Regions from separate parts of the Mus musculus genome. Here all the other regions are linked to region 1. Evidence: chromatin contacts called from public ChIA-PET and HiChIP or PLAC-seq data. All regions are on one chromosome and are shown on one strand. The core of a region is the stretch at or near the end of the contact, and the rest is flanking DNA. Distances in the headings are between cores, read along the strand shown.

Region 1 (3,441 bases), core at 527-3,026:
AGCAACTTCTGTCACAGAAGACTGGGTCATTCTTTGTTTACTATCTCAGGGGCTGAGAACCCATGATGGCACTGTCCCACTGCTGGGTGTGAGGGATGATATTTGTGGTACTGTTGGCCTCGCTCACCCGGGGTCATCTTGTATTCGGCGGCAGCATCTCTGCTCATGGGCACAGCCAGGAAGGGTAGGAGTCGATGACAGGATCCCTCACTCACACATGCACGCGTGGGCTGCTGGGACTCCCTGAAGCCCCTCAAGCCTGCAGTGAGGAACCCTGGGAAATGGCTTCTACACACACACACACACACACACACACACACACACACACCAGTGGCACTTCTGGACAGGAACCTTCTCTTGGCTCTCAGTCTCTGTTCCTTACTTTTAGGTAGCATCTCACTATGCAGCCCAGAATGGCCTTGAACTTGGGATCCTCCTGCCTCCACTTCCCAAGTACTGGGATTACAGGCGTGTGTACCACACCCATATTTCTGAAACAAGGATTGGGACTTTTCAGATTTCGCCTCCTGTCCCCCTCTGATGGCAGAGAGTAAGGCTTGGAGCCTGTTCAAACAATGCCCGGCCTCGGGACATGTCTCCTGTGATGACAGCCACTCCCAGCTGCTTACCTAGCCAACCTCACAGAGTCCGCCCCTTACCTCCTTCACACTTCAACCTTTGGGCTGCTGGCTCACCCAGGAGCAGTTTACATGGCGGGGTGGGGGTGGGGGATGAGCTGTGAGCTCTGGGCATCTGACTTGCTGTCAACGTTAAGGGAAGGAATACCAGTGTAAGCAGAAACGCTGCAAAGGACCAGGTACCAACCAAAGAACCCCCGAGAGGCCCGGGCTTTGCACCATTTTGCTGTCTGTTTATTTCAAGTTTACACAGAAGCTTGATCACCTGTGGAAAAACAACCGAAAGCTCATCTTTTTTAAGTTCATGTTCTTGTAAGTGATAAATACACAGTATTTAACTTTATACACCTGATAAAAAGGGAAATGCATAGTAGAGAGGTCACGGGGAGTCAAACAGAAGCGGAGGGCACTGGTCACCAAATATAAAAGTCCCAAGTCCCACGAAACTCGAACCCACAGAGCTGGAGAAGACAGAAACCAACAATCTTCCCTAGCACCTTGGGAGCCAATGGAGGCTGTGGTTGGCAATGTAAAGTGCGCCCCCTGGAGGATGGGCGAGAGTTGCAGGCCTAACCTGGTGTCAACTTGCACAGATGTTATCCTGCGCCTAGAAAGGTTCAAGGATAAGGATTCTGTCCCCTGGAAAGGCCAGACCCTGGGAGGTGGCCTATGCAGCCCCAAGGGAGAACAAGGGGCTCTGTAAGGTGTTCTGGGAGCCTATGAGACGCATGGGGGGAGGCAATAAAGACAGAAAGAGAGGAACGAGGCTTGTGCTTTCAAGGCCAAGCTGCTTACACGCGAATCACGGGTGAACCAGCCATGGAAGGAATTGTGGGCAGCCCATCTGCCCACAGAGAAAAGCCACTCTGCCCGGCTCCTCTCCTCACTAATGATACTTTTGAAAAACAATTATTTGTGCTCTAATGCTCTAGTTATGGCTGGACCTCTTACACTTTCCACGGCAGCTGGGCAGGATGGGGGTGGGGGGAGGGGGACGGGGGGGGGGGGAGTCACTCCTTTCCACAGCTTTCTTTGGTGTTTCTTTAAGAAAAAAAGTTACCCATGCAGACCTCTCGATTCCTTCTTCCTGAGCAGCTGGTGGCTGCGTGATTGCCGACAATCTTAAGACATCCTGTCGAGAGAAACCACGGCATTGCCCAGAGGGGTTGTGTAAACACAAGAATTCTGCAGAGCTCTGTATCACGCCTACCCTACTCGGGCAGGCCGCTCAGCGTCCAGGCAGACGAGCTGGGACCAAGCTGTATGACCTGTTGGCTTTAACCATAAGGTGGCTATTGCAAACTAACGGAATGCCATCTGTGGCCAGAAAGGGTGGAGCTACTGGGCTGTTTCTCCTTCAATTTTAAAAAGGGAAAAGTGACAGGAAGTCCTTGGTCACACAGACCCTCCCCACACTGCAGTCTGTACCTGGATCCTAACTGCTTATGTGACAGCAGGGATAGCGGCTAGACCACAGTAAAGAGCTTAACAAACCATACGGAAGGAAGCCAGGAGGGCCTGGCCTCCGCACAGGCCAGAAGTCGGTTGTCTGGGCCCCATGACTGACTGGCAAGACAGCCACTACCAAAGCACTGGAAACCAGTCTGGAAGCCCCCCTTTAACTTCCTGTTTGCTTCTGTGTCCCTGGGTCATCACACCCAAACTTCAACCAAACTTCCAATATTGGTTGAAAGTCAAAAAGGTTCCTATTGGCTCTCTAGGTTTCTGGCTACAGGAAAAAAACAAAAAACAACAACAACAACAAAAAAAAACCCGAAAGCCCTTTGCCCTGAGGAACACTCTGGGGTTTGACACTTTGCTCTACAATGGCACCCTGATGTCACTGATATCACACTACAGCTTTGCTCCTAAGCTGAGTGACAAGTCTTGCCTAAGTGGCCCACAGGGAAACTGATGTTTCATTGTACCGACCAGACATTCTGGAAAAGGAAAGAAAGTTTACAGTCTCTAGAATACACAGGCAATAAACAAACGCAGCTGCTAATATACAGGCACAGGTCTCACCGGCTCTCGGTCCCTGTCACACAGCCGCACAGAGGGACACCCATCCTGGAAGCTCCAACCTTTGGAACTTGTGAACCTCTCCGGAGTTCTGGCTAGTCAGAGACTTGGAAACATCTCTTGAGCTGTAAGCCATGTAATGTACATGAAAGAGCAGATTCCAACCTGAAGTTGTTGGGTTTTTTTTTTTTTTGTTTTTGGTTGTTTTTTTTTTTTTTTTTTTTGCCAATTTACAAAGAGAATTAGCTTAGCTGACAATCTCAGAAACCCAGTTGGAGCAGCTAACATGAAGTGTGTTCAGCCTCCAGACAGACCTCTACCACCACAGCTGAGGAATGCTCGCATTCAGGGGTGCAAAGTACCCCTCGAGCATTTCAACTGCAAGCCCTTGTAGTTTTCCTGACTATAATTATACCCATTAAAAAAAACACACACACACACTTAAAAAGTCCTCATTACAAATAAATGACATGGAAGTTCCCTGCAGCTACTGAGGGCTAGCCCTGTCTTTCCATGATCCTGGAAGGCGCCCAGGCATGGGGTTTGTACGTGGGTCACACCGATCCTTCTAATCCGCCCCCCCCCCCCCAGTGTAGCCCCAGCCGGCAGGACTCGCCCCACGTGATTCTCCACGCAGCTCAAACCCCACACACATTCACCTGGTACATCTGACATGGTTCTGAATTCACAATGGAGGGGGCGGGTTTTTGTTTGTTTGTTTGTTTTTGGCATTAAAAACATTTTAAAAAGCAATTGTCCCAAAATGCATGTTGGTTTCGGT
Region 2 (3,441 bases), core at 463-2,962, 420 kb before region 1:
ACAGCGCAGATGTCCTGCTTTTTCTTCTTGTTTTCTTTTCTTTTCTTTTCTTTTCTTTTCTTTTCTTTTCTTTTCTTTTCTTTTCTTTTCTTTTTTCTCTTCTCTTCTCTTCTCTTCTCTTCTCTTCTCTTCTCTTCTCTTCTTTTCTTTTCTTTCCTTCTTTCTTTTCTCTCTCTCTCTCTCTCTCTCTCTCTCTCTCTCTCTCTCTCTCTCTTTTGCTGCCTAAAAGATTGGGGGGGGCATTTCTTTCCTTCCCATTTACCCAAGGTAACAGCGATAGTAAATTTAAGGACATAATTGAGGTTTACTTATAATGCTGGGATTATTGTCGCTTCTAAAGCCCACTGAAACGATCCTTTGTCACCATATTTGGTGCACACAGACCGCCCTGACCTAACCCACACCCCTCCACAGCGTTTGCAACTAAATTGGAGCAGATCTAGCAGACTGATCTACAGAACCCTGGTTGGGTATAACAGTAAACACAGTGGTTAGAATGTGCTTTTACTTTTAGTGAATGTCATGTACATGCATGCTTGTGGTGTCCAGGGGAAGATGCTGAATCCCTTGGAGCTGGAGGGACACAGATGTTGGCAGCCACTCCATGTGGGTGCTGGGGATGAAACGCCATCCCCCTGGAAGAGCTAAGGTGCTCTTAACCACTGAGACATCTCCCTAGCTTGTCTTTGCTTTCTAATTCAGCAATTGTTAAAAAGTTTACAAAGTGGATCACAGGGCCCCCAATGGAGGAGCTAGAGAAAGTACCCAAGGAGCTGAAGGGATCTGAACTAACCAGTATACCTCCCCACCCCCACCCCCGGAGCTCGTGTCTCTAGCTGCATATGAATCAGAAGATGGCCTAGTCGGCCATCAGTGGAAAGAGAGGCCCATTGGTCGTGCAAACTTTATATGACTCAGTACAGGGGAACGCCAGGGCCAAGAAGTGGGAGTGGGTGGGTAGGAGAGTGGGTGGGGGAGCATGTGGGGGACTTTTGGAATAGCATTGGAAATGTAAATGAAATAAATACCCGGGCTGGTGAGATGGCTCAGCAGTTAAGAGCACTGACTGTTCTTCCGAAGGTCCTGAGTTCAAATCCCAGCAACCACATGATGGCTCACAACCATCTGTACAGCTATAGAGTACTCATAAACATAACATAAAATAAATAAATCTTTGGGGAAAAAAAAGAAATAAATACCCAATTAAAAAAAAAAGTTTACAAAGCAAAAAATACTCTAGAGGGCAAGCCTTTATTGTTGACATAAGTGTCCTCAGAAACCCTTAAATACATTAGTAAGTTCTTAAGAATCCAAAGGGTTGCTGTCATGGTACCTTTTAATTCCAGCATTTGGGCAGTAGAAGCAGGTGGATCTCTGAGTCGGAGACCAGCCTGGCCTACAGAGAAAGTTTCAGGCCAGCCAGGGCTACACAATGAGTCCTTGCCTTAAAAAAATAAAAATAAAAAAATAAAAAAAATGAGCCGGGCGTGGTGGTGCACACCTTTAACTCTAGCACTCGGGAGGCAGAGGCAGAGGCAGGTGAATTTCTGAGTTCAAGGACATCAGACAGCCAGGGCTACACAGAGAAACCTTGTCTCGAAAAGGCAAAAGAAAAAAAAAAATGGGTCTTGCAGCTGGGGCTGCAGCTTGGTAGTAGAGCAGGGCTCGAGCATGCACGGTGCCTTCAGTGGCAGCCCCAGAGGAGAAAGGAAGCTGAGGTGTCAGACCTAATAAGGTTGTTTGGCTGAGTGCTAAAAATAATTACACTCAAACCTGAGAGAGTTCTCAGCCACCTGCGGACATGGATCAGTCATCTGAGCATCCGACCCTCCTCGTCTTCACACAGGTGAAGTGGAAGTGGAAGCCGCCAGGCTGTGTATGCCTCCCTTCATTGTTCCTGCTCTGGCTATTGAACGCCCCACTGGGGGCTTTCACAAGGACCATTTGATTCCGAGGGGGCATGAAATGGTGGCTTGAGGTTTTCACCCCGAGTCATCGGGTGTTTCCTGAGGAGGAGCTCCAAGGCTCTGGCCTTTCTCAGGCTCAGGATTTAATTTCATCAGCTCCCAGAAGATCTTTTGTGTGGCCGTTTTGTAACGTTGAGTAGCTGGAGGCTTTTAGGAAGGAGAGCTGACTGCACAGCAAGCCATAGAGCAGGTTCTGACAGCGCCCCTGGCAGGCACAGCACCCACATTTTCCCTGTCGTAGGCATCAGTCCGCCTCAGAGTATAAGGAAGTATACTGCTGGACAGTACTGATTCTTTACATTAAAGTGGGTTCTTTCTTTCGTTTGCTCTTTCTTTCTCCCCCCCCCTCTCTCTTTCTTTCAAAGATTTATTTATTTTATTTATATGAGTACATTGAGTCCGTTTTCAGACACACCAGAAGAGGGCATTGGCTCCCATTACAGATGGTTGTGAGCCACCGTGTGGCTGCTGGGAATTGAACTCAGGACCTCTGGAAGAGCAGTCAGTTCTCTTAACCGCTGAGCCATCTCTCCAGCCCAAATTATGTCTTTTCACTGGGACGAGATAAGAAATACTGGAATCCCACTGAGAAACTGGTGACTGTAGTCGCTGCACCTCTGTGTCCCTCCTGTGTCTGCACAGGGGAGAGCTTGTGGTTTTGAGTGTGCTCTGCCTCCACCCCGGGTAAAGCAGGTGCATAGAAACTCTCTCCACAGCTGGCTGGAGGCAGCTCGGGCCTAGAGATGCTGAGAGGCTGAGAGGCCTGCTCCTGATGCGCAGCTGGAGAGCAGTGCCCTGGGATTAACTGAGTGTTTCCACAGTCAGCTTGCTTAGCTTTTTTCTTTTCTTTTTTAAAGAGACAGCGTCTCAGAGGCCTCAGCTGGCCTCAGACTCAGCGTGGCTGGGGATGACCTTGAGTTTCTCAGCCTCCTTCCTGCCTTCCTGTCCTGAGTACTGGGCTCCAAGCACTCCATGTGCTTTGCGTGATGCTGAGGAGTGAGCTCAGGATGCGGGCCATGCTCAGGGAGCACTCAGGCAGCTGGATGACAGCTCAAGCCAATACTTTCTTAACAATAAATTTATTTATCTACCGTATGCATATATGCGTGTGCCTGAGTGTATGCATGTCCACAAAGGCCAGAATAGGGTGGTGGATAGGTCCCCTAGAACTGGAGTTAGAGATGGTTGTGAGCCACCATGAGGTCCTGGGAACTGAGCTCAGGACCTCTGGAAGAGCAATCTAGAAGACCTCTTAAGCACTGAGCCATCTTTACAGTCCCCCAAGACTAGCTTTAATCTCCTTATTTCACTCATCTTCCCTTCCCAAGTGTGTTCTCTAACACGCTTGCCAAGTGGCTTGACTGGAGAGCCCACTTTGAGTGTTTGCCATGACTTAACTGGCTTTTTCCTCATGACTCTCTCTGTGAGGCTATTGTCCTATTGCTGTGAACAAGGAAGCTAAGCACAGAGCTGG
Region 3 (3,441 bases), core at 402-2,901, 330 kb after region 1:
ATTAATGATAATAATAATAGTTATTACTATTATTGTGTATTAATAAATACATTAATGATAATAATAATAGTTATTACTATTATTGTGTATGGGTGGCATGTCTATGCACCTATGCATGCGTGGTGCTACTGGAGGCAAGGAGAGGGCATCAGATTTGCAGGAGTACTGATCCTTGTGATTTTACCATGTGTGAGTACTGGGAGTCAGACTGAAGGTTTCTGGGAAGAGCAGCTAGTACTATTAACCACTGGGCCATCTTTCCAGCCCTAAATACTTAATTTTAAGTATTACTTAATTTTAAAGATGTATTTATTTTTATTTAGATGAGTACACTACAGCTGGCTTCAGACATATCCCAGAAGAGGGCATTGGATCCCATTACAGATGGTTGTGAGCCACCTTGTGGTTGCTGGGATTTGAACTCAGGACCTCTGGAAGAGCAGTCAGTGCTCTTAACCACTGGGCCATCTCTCCAGCCCCCTAAGTACTCAATTTAAAAAAGCATTTTACACCAAGCATGGTGGTAAGTTTAGCACTTGGGAAAACAAGGCAGAAGTATAAATTCAAGGACACCCTGGCCTTCAGGGGAAACCCTACCTCAAAAGACAAAAAAAAAAAGAAAAAAGAAAAAAGAAAGAAAGAAAGAAAGAAAGAAAGAAAGAAAGAAAGCAAGCAAGCAAGCAACAACAACGACAACAACCACCACCCAAAAGCTGAGGAGACCGCTCAGTGGAGAGAGCTGTTACTGTATGGTTGTGGCACCTGTCAATAGTTAAATCTGATGGCTTATGGCTTAGGCAGGAAATAGGAGGTAGGACATCTGGGAGAGAGAAAGAATTCTGGGATAGAGCCAGGCACGAGGTCCACCTGGGAGGATGCATGGAACCTGAGCACAGGTAACCAGCCATGGGGCAGAATATAGATTAAAATTAGTGGGTTATCATAAGTTATGATTCTAGTCAGAGAAGAGCCTAGCTCTATGGCCAAGGTATTTGGAAATCTGTTTTGAGTCTGAGTCTTATTTCTGGGAACACGGGACCGGGAGGAAGAATCGACCCTTATATCTACAGCTCAGTGGTTAGAGCATTGGCTGCTCTTCCAGACAACCTGGGTTCTGTTCCCAGCACCCACATGGCAGGCAACAACCGTCTGTTACTCCAGTTCCAGGTGCTCTGACTCCCTCTTCTGGATTCCCCTGGCACAAGGAACACACCCCCAAAACAGTCATACACAAAAATATTAAACAAAACATTTTGTTGTATTTAGCCAACCACACTATGCGAACTTACATTTCTACCAAGAATCATAGTGAATTTTTAAATAACAATAAAATAAAATTATAAGTCAAAACCACAATCAGAACTAGATTCTAGCTCTTTAAAAGCGGGATTGTGGGGAACGGGGCTACAAACAGGATGGTGTGGCTGACGTCATGAATTTCGGGGGGCTTTAAATGCGCATGCGTTAGGCTCGCTTCACACACGCGATCTTCCTGCACGCAGTGCGCGTGCGCACGGCGAAGGAGCCCCGCCGGCTTAATTTTTTTTTAGGTGGGAGGAGCCAGTCGCGGGAGTTCTCGAGACCTACCTGCTCCCGCGGAATTACCCGTCCTAGCCCCTCTGCACATGCGCAATCACCAACACGCGTCTGGGAGGTCTCTGAAAGGCGGGCCCGAGGTTGCGCCTGCGCTCTGGGTACTCTTCGCGGAAGTGAGTGGGAGATGGGGGTGGGAATCGCGCTTCCACGCGGAACCGACGGAGGGCGAGCCTGAGTGTGCGGCTAGGGTTCGTGACTCCTCCAGTGCCGCCCTTCCTAGTCACGTGAAGACTGGACTGTGGACACAGAAATTATTTTTCTAATTTAAAGATTCTTACATAATTACCCATGTCTACGTGAAGGAACTGTTTTTTCTTTCAATTTTGTGTTTCTGGGACTAGTACAATGTATCAGTCCAGGCAGGCCTCGAACCCCAATCTTCTTCCTTCAGCTTCCCGAACGCCAGGATTCTCAGGCGGAAAAGTTTAGTTTTGGATTTATCCCTAATCATTTCTTAGCCTTTTTTTTTAAGAATGCTTGAAACATCACGAAGCATTTTAGGAATCATGCACGGTAGCTCGGGCTCAGAGGGAGGAGAATCACTCGGGAGTTCAAGATCCTCAGCTACACAGGGAGCTGAGAGGCCAGGGCTCAAAGCAGAACTCACTTCGGATGCCTCCGAGTGTTCGGAGAGATTACCAAGAATTATTAGTAAGTGGTTCTTGTCTGTTAGGCAGATTTATTGCATAAAGGCTAGCAAAGAAGTCTGCATAGAATTATGTGTGGCTTTTGTGTCCTGAAGGTGGTTGGTTCATTTGTTTCCATAAACAAGTATGGAAAGCGGATAGTGTTCAATATATGAAGACTGTTCTGATGGCTGGGGACACCAAGAAGCCTGTAGTTCAGCCCCAGTTCTTAAAGGGTTCTTGTGGGAAGGTCACGTGGTTCAGATGTAGAGGCAGTCTTGGAGGTAGCTGTGGGAGCACCTTGACATCTGCTGGGTGACGTCTGTGCACTTCAGAGACTGTCCAGTCAATACAGTCGTGCTGGACTTGGGGAGAGGAAGTCTAGATGCCAGAAGAGGAGATTAGGACCAAAGTGGAGGGTGAGAGACCATGTGTGTTCCTGAACATTGAGGGGTGGTAGGGAATGAGGCAGGAAGCGACTGTTAGACCAAAATCGCCTACTTCAAAAGGGAGAAGTTAGTAAAACTCTCTAAGGAAGATTATTTACGGGTTTACGATTTATTCATCCGTGTCTGTGTGCATGTGTAAGTTGCACCCATGTAGTGGTATGAGCGTGACATTCAGTACACAAGTCTACAGAGCTCTCTCTTTCCAACATGCAAGTCTCAGTGTTTGAACTCAGAGCCTTGGGCCTGGTGGCGGATCTCCTCTTACCCGCTGAGCCTCCTCTCCACCCCAACTCCCCAAGAAAGTCTTGAAATGGTACATTCTTGGGCCAGAATCTCTTGAGGCTGATGAGAGGTATGACTCCTAATCACTGTTCTAAAACGCTGGAAGGGTAGGGATTCTTGGACTCCCTGAAGAAGTTGCTCAGGTCCCGTCTCCCTCAGTTATATATGCCTTGAGGAAGAGGGGTTTATAAGAGTGTTAGGCCAAGAGAATAAACTTCAAGAATAGCACAGAAAAATAATTGAAAAGGAAGCTCTTAAATGTATCCAAAAAATCCACTTTGTAGTAGAATACGTGGGACAGACTGGTTTCATGGACTTGCTCACTTATATTTTGCCCTGGACCCTGACAAATTATGAAGTAGATATTGTTTTTTAATCTCCCAAAGGCTGCCTACATTATACTACTACAACCTTGAAGGATCTAGGGTTGTAAAATGTTGGGGGGACACAAAGATTCAGATCTTAATATAAGATAACTAAATGAAAGG

Evidence for each region. ChIA-PET counts read pairs in DNA pulled down with a chosen protein or histone mark. HiChIP or PLAC-seq counts read pairs in DNA pulled down with a chosen protein or histone mark.
Region 2: an H3K27ac HiChIP or PLAC-seq map of cardiomyocytes shows a contact between it and region 1, with 3 times the contacts expected there. The contact joins two enhancer-like sites. A contact is called at or near these places in 1 of 484 Hi-C or Micro-C datasets (CD4 T cells), 1 of 115 datasets of contacts at active chromatin or transcription factors (cardiomyocytes) and 1 of 9 other capture datasets (embryonic stem cells).
Region 3: an RNA polymerase II ChIA-PET map of memory CD8 T cells shows a contact between it and region 1, with 7 read pairs. The contact joins two enhancer-like sites. A contact is called at or near these places in 2 of 484 Hi-C or Micro-C datasets (both in embryonic stem cells) and 1 of 115 datasets of contacts at active chromatin or transcription factors (memory CD8 T cells).

The regions. Positions count from the first base shown.
Region 1 is chr5:122,730,320-122,733,760 of GRCm38.p6, forward strand. It overlaps Camkk2 (calcium/calmodulin-dependent protein kinase kinase 2, beta), which reads right to left. Exons shown (of 17, transcript NM_001199676.1): 17 at 851-3,441. Among named protein-coding and RNA genes, the nearest start is that of P2rx4, 24 kb to the left of the region's middle. Within about 2 kb of position 1,777, at least 141 of the 459 cell types and tissues checked have an H3K27ac peak or open chromatin away from gene starts, as enhancers often do. A contact at or near this core is called in memory CD8 T cells, where this site is marked.
Region 2 is chr5:122,309,184-122,312,624 of GRCm38.p6, forward strand. The region is part of intron 2 of Pptc7 (PTC7 protein phosphatase homolog); the gene reads left to right. Among named protein-coding and RNA genes, the nearest start is that of Pptc7, 27 kb to the left of the region's middle. Within about 2 kb of position 1,713, at least 45 of the 459 cell types and tissues checked have an H3K27ac peak or open chromatin away from gene starts, as enhancers often do.
Region 3 is chr5:123,056,425-123,059,865 of GRCm38.p6, forward strand. No RefSeq gene overlaps it. Among named protein-coding and RNA genes, the nearest start is that of Morn3, 11 kb to the left of the region's middle. Within about 2 kb of position 1,652, at least 361 of the 459 cell types and tissues checked have an H3K27ac peak or open chromatin away from gene starts, as enhancers often do. A contact at or near this core is called in memory CD8 T cells, where this site is marked.